2 separate regions of the Mus musculus genome follow, and region 1 is linked to region 2. Evidence: chromatin contacts called from public HiChIP or PLAC-seq data. All regions are on one chromosome and are shown on one strand. The core of a region is the stretch at or near the end of the contact, and the rest is flanking DNA. Distances in the headings are between cores, read along the strand shown.

What was found. HiChIP or PLAC-seq counts read pairs in DNA pulled down with a chosen protein or histone mark.
Region 1: a contact with region 2 is called in an H3K27ac HiChIP or PLAC-seq map of SST interneurons, with 3 times the contacts expected there. The contact joins two enhancer-like sites. A contact is called at or near these places in 2 of 39 promoter capture datasets (both in embryonic stem cells), 4 of 15 datasets of contacts at CTCF or cohesin (the NIH/3T3 cell line, embryonic stem cells and stem cell-derived epiblast-like cells), 28 of 484 Hi-C or Micro-C datasets (B cells, the C2C12 cell line, CD4 T cells and 21 more), 7 of 115 datasets of contacts at active chromatin or transcription factors (SST interneurons, bone marrow-derived dendritic cells, differentiating embryonic stem cells and 3 more) and 3 of 9 other capture datasets (adipose tissue, embryonic stem cells and pancreatic islet).

The regions. Positions count from the first base shown.
Region 1 is chr4:132,169,208-132,172,618 of GRCm38.p6, reverse strand. No RefSeq gene overlaps it. Among named protein-coding and RNA genes, the nearest start is that of Oprd1, 26 kb to the right of the region's middle. Within about 2 kb of position 1,533, at least 22 of the 459 cell types and tissues checked have an H3K27ac peak or open chromatin away from gene starts, as enhancers often do. A contact at or near this core is called in SST interneurons, where this site is marked.
Region 2 is chr4:132,107,751-132,111,224 of GRCm38.p6, reverse strand. Oprd1 (opioid receptor, delta 1) reads left to right here. Exons shown (of 3, transcript NM_013622.3): 3 at 1-499. Among named protein-coding and RNA genes, the nearest start is that of n-TAcgc3, 16 kb to the left of the region's middle. Within about 2 kb of position 1,559, at least 3 of the 459 cell types and tissues checked have an H3K27ac peak or open chromatin away from gene starts, as enhancers often do. A contact at or near this core is called in SST interneurons, where this site is marked.

The sequences.
Region 1 (3,411 bases), core at 284-2,783, 61 kb before region 2:
TAGCCTGGCATCCGCAGTGAGGAAAATCAAACCTTCAGGATCAGGCACAGGGGCACAGGACCTGTCCCAAATAAGATGGTTAGGACTAACGCCTAAGGTTGTCTCCTGACTTGCATGTGCACACCCTGGCATATATGTGCCGGCTCAGGCACAGATATAAAGATAAAAACAATGATAATGAAGCCTGCACGCTGGAAGGCCACCGCCAGACACAGCTTCTCAATCTCACGAGTTCAGAACTGTGAGGCAAAATAAGGCTTTTCTCTAAAACTCACCCGTCTGCTACTGCATCATTGGCAACAGACAACGGGCTAATGCAGACAGGAAGAGAATGATTCTATAAAGCTGCCTGCAGTGGTAGATCTGATGTGTAGTTGACTTTGAAAAAGAAGCACCTTGGGATGCTCAGATGGCTCAGAGCCTCAGAGGTTAACTGGCTGCTCTTCCAGAGGACTCTGATTCAATTCCCAGCACCCACATGGCAGCTCACAACTGTCTGTAACTCCAATTCCAGGGGATCCAACACCCTCACACAGACACACATGCAGGCAAAACACCAATGCACATGAAGTAAAAATAAATAAATTATAATAAATTTAAAGAAGAAGAAGAAGAACAACAACAACAATAACAACAATGGATGTGGTGGCACAGCTATTTAGACACACAGCACTTGGGAAGCAGAGGCCAGCCTGGTCTACAGGGTTCAAGAACAGCCAGAACTACACAAAGAAACCCTGTTTCAAAAAACCAAAAAAGCCGGATGTGGTGGCACATGCCTTTAATCCCAGCACTCGGGAGGCAGAGGCAGGTAGATTTCTGAGTTCGAGGCCAGCCTGGTCTACAAAGTGAGTTCCAGGACAGCCAGGGCTATACAGAGAAACCCTGTCTCGAAAAACAAAAAACAAAACAAAACAAAAGACAAAAAAAAAAAAAAAAAAAAAAAAAGAAAAGAAAGAAAGAAAGAAAAAAGAAGGAAGAAGGAAGGAAGGAGTAGGAAGAGGAGGAGGAGGAGGAGGAGGAAGACCTCTGCCAGCACCCTCTACAGTGAGTAGCTACTTGTGCAGGGAGCCTGCCTTTCCCAGACCACACACCTACCCAGGCTCTGATTATGCAAAGCAAGTGCAAGAAAGATCACTGGAGAGAGGACACCAGAAATTCAAGATCTTGGGGCTGAAGAGGTGGCTGTGCACACAGTGAGAGGGTATCTCAAGAACCTGGCTGTGGCCCAGACCTTGCCAAAGGTCAGGCTGGTGTCCCCAGGAGGGAGGCTTCTCTGTCCTCCCTAAACTCAGGACCCAGGGTCAGCAAAGATTAATGGAGGGCTGGGAGGAGCCCTGGTCTGGGCTTGGAGCTGGGATCTTGTTAACTTGTCTGGCCTTGAGGGCAGGCTCAGGCAGCTCTGAGCCTTGCAATGGAAGTAGCTTTGTGGAGGGGCAGACTGGGCAGTCTGCGTTCCCTTCGCACTGAGACAGAAGGGAAGAGATGAGCGATCCGTGAGCCTCCTGGGGAGGCTGCTTTTCTTTTTCAGAGAAGTCTGAAGACCGAAGTGAGTCACGCTTCCAAATGCAGGAAGGACAGCAGCCCAGCCTCTGCTCAGCCCTTCTGCCATCTGCTCCTGGTGAGGAGGGACCTGCATCTCAGATCTTCTACAAGATGCTGCTGTGTGAAGATTTATGCACTTATATCTTTAAAGGACAAGAAGAACTTCGTTGGATTTTTCCCTATTTATTTAAAAAGATTTAGACAGTTGCACAAAGTTATAAAAAGAAAAAACCAAAAACCAAAAACCAAACAAACAAACAAACAAAACCCAAGTAACATACAGTCGCTTTGTGTGGAAGGAGCTGCTGGCAGCTTAGTTGTAGCTCATTATGCTTCTTTCTCTTAAGGTTGGAACTGGGGCTCCCAGAGTCACTAGGCCTTAATAACTCCACACACTCTGCCTTTATTGCTGCTGCTCAGCAGGAATCTCCTCAGGAGGGGGGAAGCTTGTGGAGGTGGGGGGTGGGTGGGTTGGGGAGGACCAAGAGAATAGGGGAGGACCAAGAGAATAGGGGGAAGAAGTTCAGAGTTGTCTCTCACACTTGGATTGCTGCAGATTAAAAATAAAATGCAAATAAAATCTGGGGATGTGGGCTGGAGAGATGCCTCAGGGGTTGGGAGCACCGACTGCTCTTCTGAAGGTCCTGAGTTCGAATCCCAGCAACCACATGGTGGCTCACAACCATCTGTAATGAGATCTGACGTCGTCTTCTGGTACATCTACAGTGTACTTAGATATAATAATAACTAAATCTTAAAAAAAAAAGATCTGGGGATGCAAATCAGTTGGCCGAGACCTATCTAGTATGTGTGGAGTCCTGGGCTCCATCTCCAGCATCACATTAATTAGGAGTTTATACTCCCAGCATTTGGGAGGTGAAGGCAGGCAGTTTGAGATCATCCTTTCTGACTTAGCAAGTTTGAGGTCACCCTGGGCTATGTGAGACCCTATTTCAAACACACACACACACACACACACACACACACACACACACACACACATGCACAGAAAGAGAGAGGAGGAGAGGAAGAGAGAGTTTGTAGGAGTGAAGCAAAGCATGCGAGAGAGATGGCTCGTGGGTTAAGAGCCATCTGTATAGTCATGAGGAACAGAATTCAGAGCCTCCACACAACCATGTGTCACGAATACTCCTGTAACTCTGGCCCTGGGGAATCCCACGTCCTCTTCTTGCCTCTGTAGGTGCATCAGCATGCACAGATGCATACACACTGAAGCACATACATGCACACATGCTCAAGCACAAAGACACACATGCACACACACTCAAGCACGCACATGCACACCCATGCCCATATACTCGAGCACACATATACACCAATAAAAATACATTTTAATATAAATGAGAAAAGGCAAAGAAAAATGTATAATAAGTAAGACATATAAGCCTCCCAAGGAGGCTCACAGATTGTTCATCTCTTCCCTTCTGTCTCTCCAGTGAGAACGGAACGCAGACTGCCCAGTCTGCCCCTCCACAAAGCTACCTCCATTGCAAGACTCAGAGCTGTCTGAGCCTGCCCTCAAGGCCAGACAAGTTAACAAGATCCCAGCTCTGTACCCAGGCCTGGGCTCTTCCCACCACTCCATCAATCTTTGCTGACCCTGCGTCCTGAGTTTGGGGAGGACAGACCTTCCTAGGGCCACCAGCCTGACCTAGAGGATAAAACATGCATGCTGGACAGTCTGACAACTTGAGTTCATTCCCAGGGACTTACATGGTAAAAGGAGAAAACTGACTTCTGGTGAGCTTAGGCAAAACTTTTGCAGCCTATTTTAATAAATGTTCAACCTCTCCTCTAACCCACCACCCACAAGAGGTAGTAGAAGAGAAAAGCTATTAGGATACA
Region 2 (3,474 bases), core at 310-2,809:
ACTATGACCATGGAGATTTCTGTAGAGTGTGGTGGTGGTGGTGAGGTGGTCACCAGGCCAAAGACACCCCTAGACACTCACTGGAAAGTCCTGCTACTCTGCTAGGGAGGTAGCAGACAGCAGACTCCTGAAGCAGGTGTCACGGGACTTAGTGCTGTGTGTCCTTGCAAGGACTGTGGCCTTGTGCCCCACCCAGGGCAGAGTTGTGTTAGAGCTGACCCAGCCGGTCCTTTCCTGTAGGGATGAGAACTGACTTGGCCTCATGAGTATAGGTATTGCAGGTGTGATTTCAAAATTGTTTAAACGTTGATTGATTTTGTGTTGGATGGGGCATGCTCCCGCCACTGTGCACATGAGGAGGTCAGGGGAGAGTTTTAATAGAGGTGCTTCTCTTCCTCTGCCTCCTGAGTTCATAGGGGTTGAACTCCAGTCAGCAGGTTTGACAGAAAGGACCTTTATCCACCAACCCCAATTAAAAGAAATTATTTATTTGTTTGCTAATTTGTGTGTGTGTGTGTGTACAGTAACATACCATGGCACCACCACATCCAGCAAGATTTGACCAACTTTTTTCTAACCCTTTCTGATAATGTCCTGGGATCAGCCTCAGCTGATTATATACATACACATATAACATACATACCCAGGTGATTGCATGCCAATGTGACAGATACAGTGACAGAAAGGCCCAGGGGGGATGTCCCAGAAGTACTTTTTCATTAAAAAACCTGTTTGCAGCAATTCTATAAGAGGCGGCAAAGGGCCGGTGGGTTTTAAAGGATGCATAGGAATTGGCTACTGGGGGAGCAGCAGAGTGGGTAGAAAAGTGTGAGCATGTCCAAGACCCAAAAGTTATGAGCAGTAGAGACCCGGAGCTTAACTGAGTACGGTGGTGTACCAGGCCTGGCGCCCATTATCTCAGTTCATCCCCTCAACAGCCCCTGGGCCAAAGTAGCAGTATCCCTGTCTGTCTGTCTGCCTGTCTGTCTGTGTCTGTCTATCATCTATCTATCTATCTATCTATCTATCTATCTATCTATCTATCTATCTATCTATCTATCTATCATCTATTTTTGAGACAATGTCTCACTATGTAATTGTGGTTGACTGGGAACTTGCTATATAGACTATGCTAGTTTTGAACTCAGAGATCAGTCTGCCTCTGCCTCCTGAGTGCTGGGATTAAAGGTGGTGCCATACCTGCCTAGAATCCCCATTTTATTTTAGTAAGTATGTATGCATGCATGTATGTACATGTGTGTGTATATGTATGTATGTATATTTATTTTGGGGGGATAGAGTTTCTTTGTGTAGCCCCGGCTGTCCTGGAACTTGTTCTGTAGACCAGGCTGGCCTCAAATCCACAGAAATCCCCCTGCCTCTGCTTTCTGAGTGCTGAGATTAAAGGTATGTGCCATGCCTGGCTAGTGTCCCCATTTCAGATGGGAAAGCTGAGCTCGGAGGTTAAGCTGCTTTTCCCTGAGTCACAGACCTTGTCGGGAGTGTCAGAACTCCGGACAGAGGAATTTTAGAGGAAATTCCCAGGTCCACGTTTACTGTGAGTTCTGGGCATCAGTGAAGCAGAACGATGTCCCAGCTGTCGCTGGGTTCCTGGGATGAGGCTTTTGAAGACTTAACAAAATAGGAGAAAAGGGCAATTTTCCGTGAACTTTTGTTCCTCCTTAAGTTCTCCAAATCTTTGCCTTTCAAAATGTACTGTGCATTTTGCACGGTGCATTTTTTTTAAAGCTCCAAATTGACAGCGTAATTCTAGACTATCACAGGTCTCTCTTCCTCCCCAAAATTTCCATTCCGTTCTCTCTACGAGGTGGGAGGGAAGATTGTGCCTTTGGTTTAAAAATGCCCTACAGTTTCCAATCTCTTCTTGATGTCCTCGAGCTCCAGATGAATGCTAGAATCTGATGTTGGCTTCCTCTCTCAGATTCTCAGTTTTCCCGTCCTGTAGAGTGGACTTTCTTTGTAGAATGGCTGCGAGGATTAATTAGGTAATGTATGTATAGCCACAGGGCTTGTCACTCAGCAAGTAGCTGTGACTGGAAAATAGCCAGGGTGCAGGGTCAGAGCTGGAGACCCAGAGGGAAATGTGCATTGGCTTCTGGGGTGCACTGAGGAGAGAGGAGTCTGAGAATCTGGCCTGGAGACCTCCGAGACCCCATGGTGAGTGTGTGCGAAGCCACTGGAGCAGCAGGAGGAAGAGGAGAATGTGTTGTCATGGAAACAGGAGGAGGAGGGTGCTCCCAGGGAGAGGGAGTGATGGATAATGTCAAGTTTAATAGAGAGGATGGAGGTGCAGAGGGCAGGAGGGCAATGAGAGCAAACCAGAGACCTCAACTTTAGTCTCCGACATGCCCTGAGAAACCCCAAAACCTGGCTTCAAGTCTCAGCCCTGGAGTTAAATAAACACATGAACTAGCAAAGGATTTGCCTTCACCAAACTTCTGTTTTCTCCTAGATAGAAGATGAGAGAGTGGGTAGTCTCTAATACGATGGCCAACATCTAATCAGGTTCTTGAGTGGATTCATGGCCACGTAGCAGCTGGATCTCAGGCAAGGGATGGAACCCCAAGAGTCCCCTAAGAGCATGCAGAAATTCTGGCACATAGTGGGCCGCAATACAAGGTTCTTCCCTAGTAGTTATGGGGGCTCCAAAGCTGGCTGTTGTCAGGAAGTTGCTTGGCTTGGAGTCCTAAGTGCCTGGCATGTTGAGAGATGGGCATTTGGCATCTGGAAGGTTGCTGGAGCCGCAAGTGCCCTGGCTGAGCTCCTACCTGCTAGAACACAGTCCAAAGGCCAGCTGCCATCGCTCTGTATCTATACTTAGATCCCAAACTTAGAACTGCAGCGCCATACGAAGCCAGCTGCGGAGACTCTAAACCCTAGACAGTGAGGTTCCCTGTTAGACCCCGACTTTGGTACTTATATACAAACCATGTGTGGAACAGAGTCTGGAGTGTAGCTCAGCAGTTAGAAGCAGGAACCACTCTTCCAGAGGACCTGAGTTCAGTTCCCAGCACCCAAATCAAGCAGGTTACAACTGCCTGTAGTTTTAGGGAATCTCACCCCTCTGTCCTCTGCAGGTTTCCCCAGATGTGTCAGGATCTCATGATGTAGCCCAGGCTAGCATCAAGCTCACAATGTAGCCAAGGGTGTCCTTTAATTTCTGACCCTCCTTCCTCCACCTCCCAAGTGCTGGAATCATAGGTGTGTACCACCACACTAGCTCACAATTATTCATTCACTGCCTATTCCTTTATGTTACTTCTGGCCCTAGGTGGGCAATGCTCATTGGCAGGAGTGATGCAGAGTCAGGATGTGGTCCCTCATTCTGAGCTTGTAGATGGGCTCCTGAGACCAGGACAGTGGGTTTGAGGCTCTGGATGCAGGCAGCTTGAGAGTTCAAACTGGAGTCACCATGAGCTGATGAGGGACCTCAGCAGCTGAAGATGCTGTCAG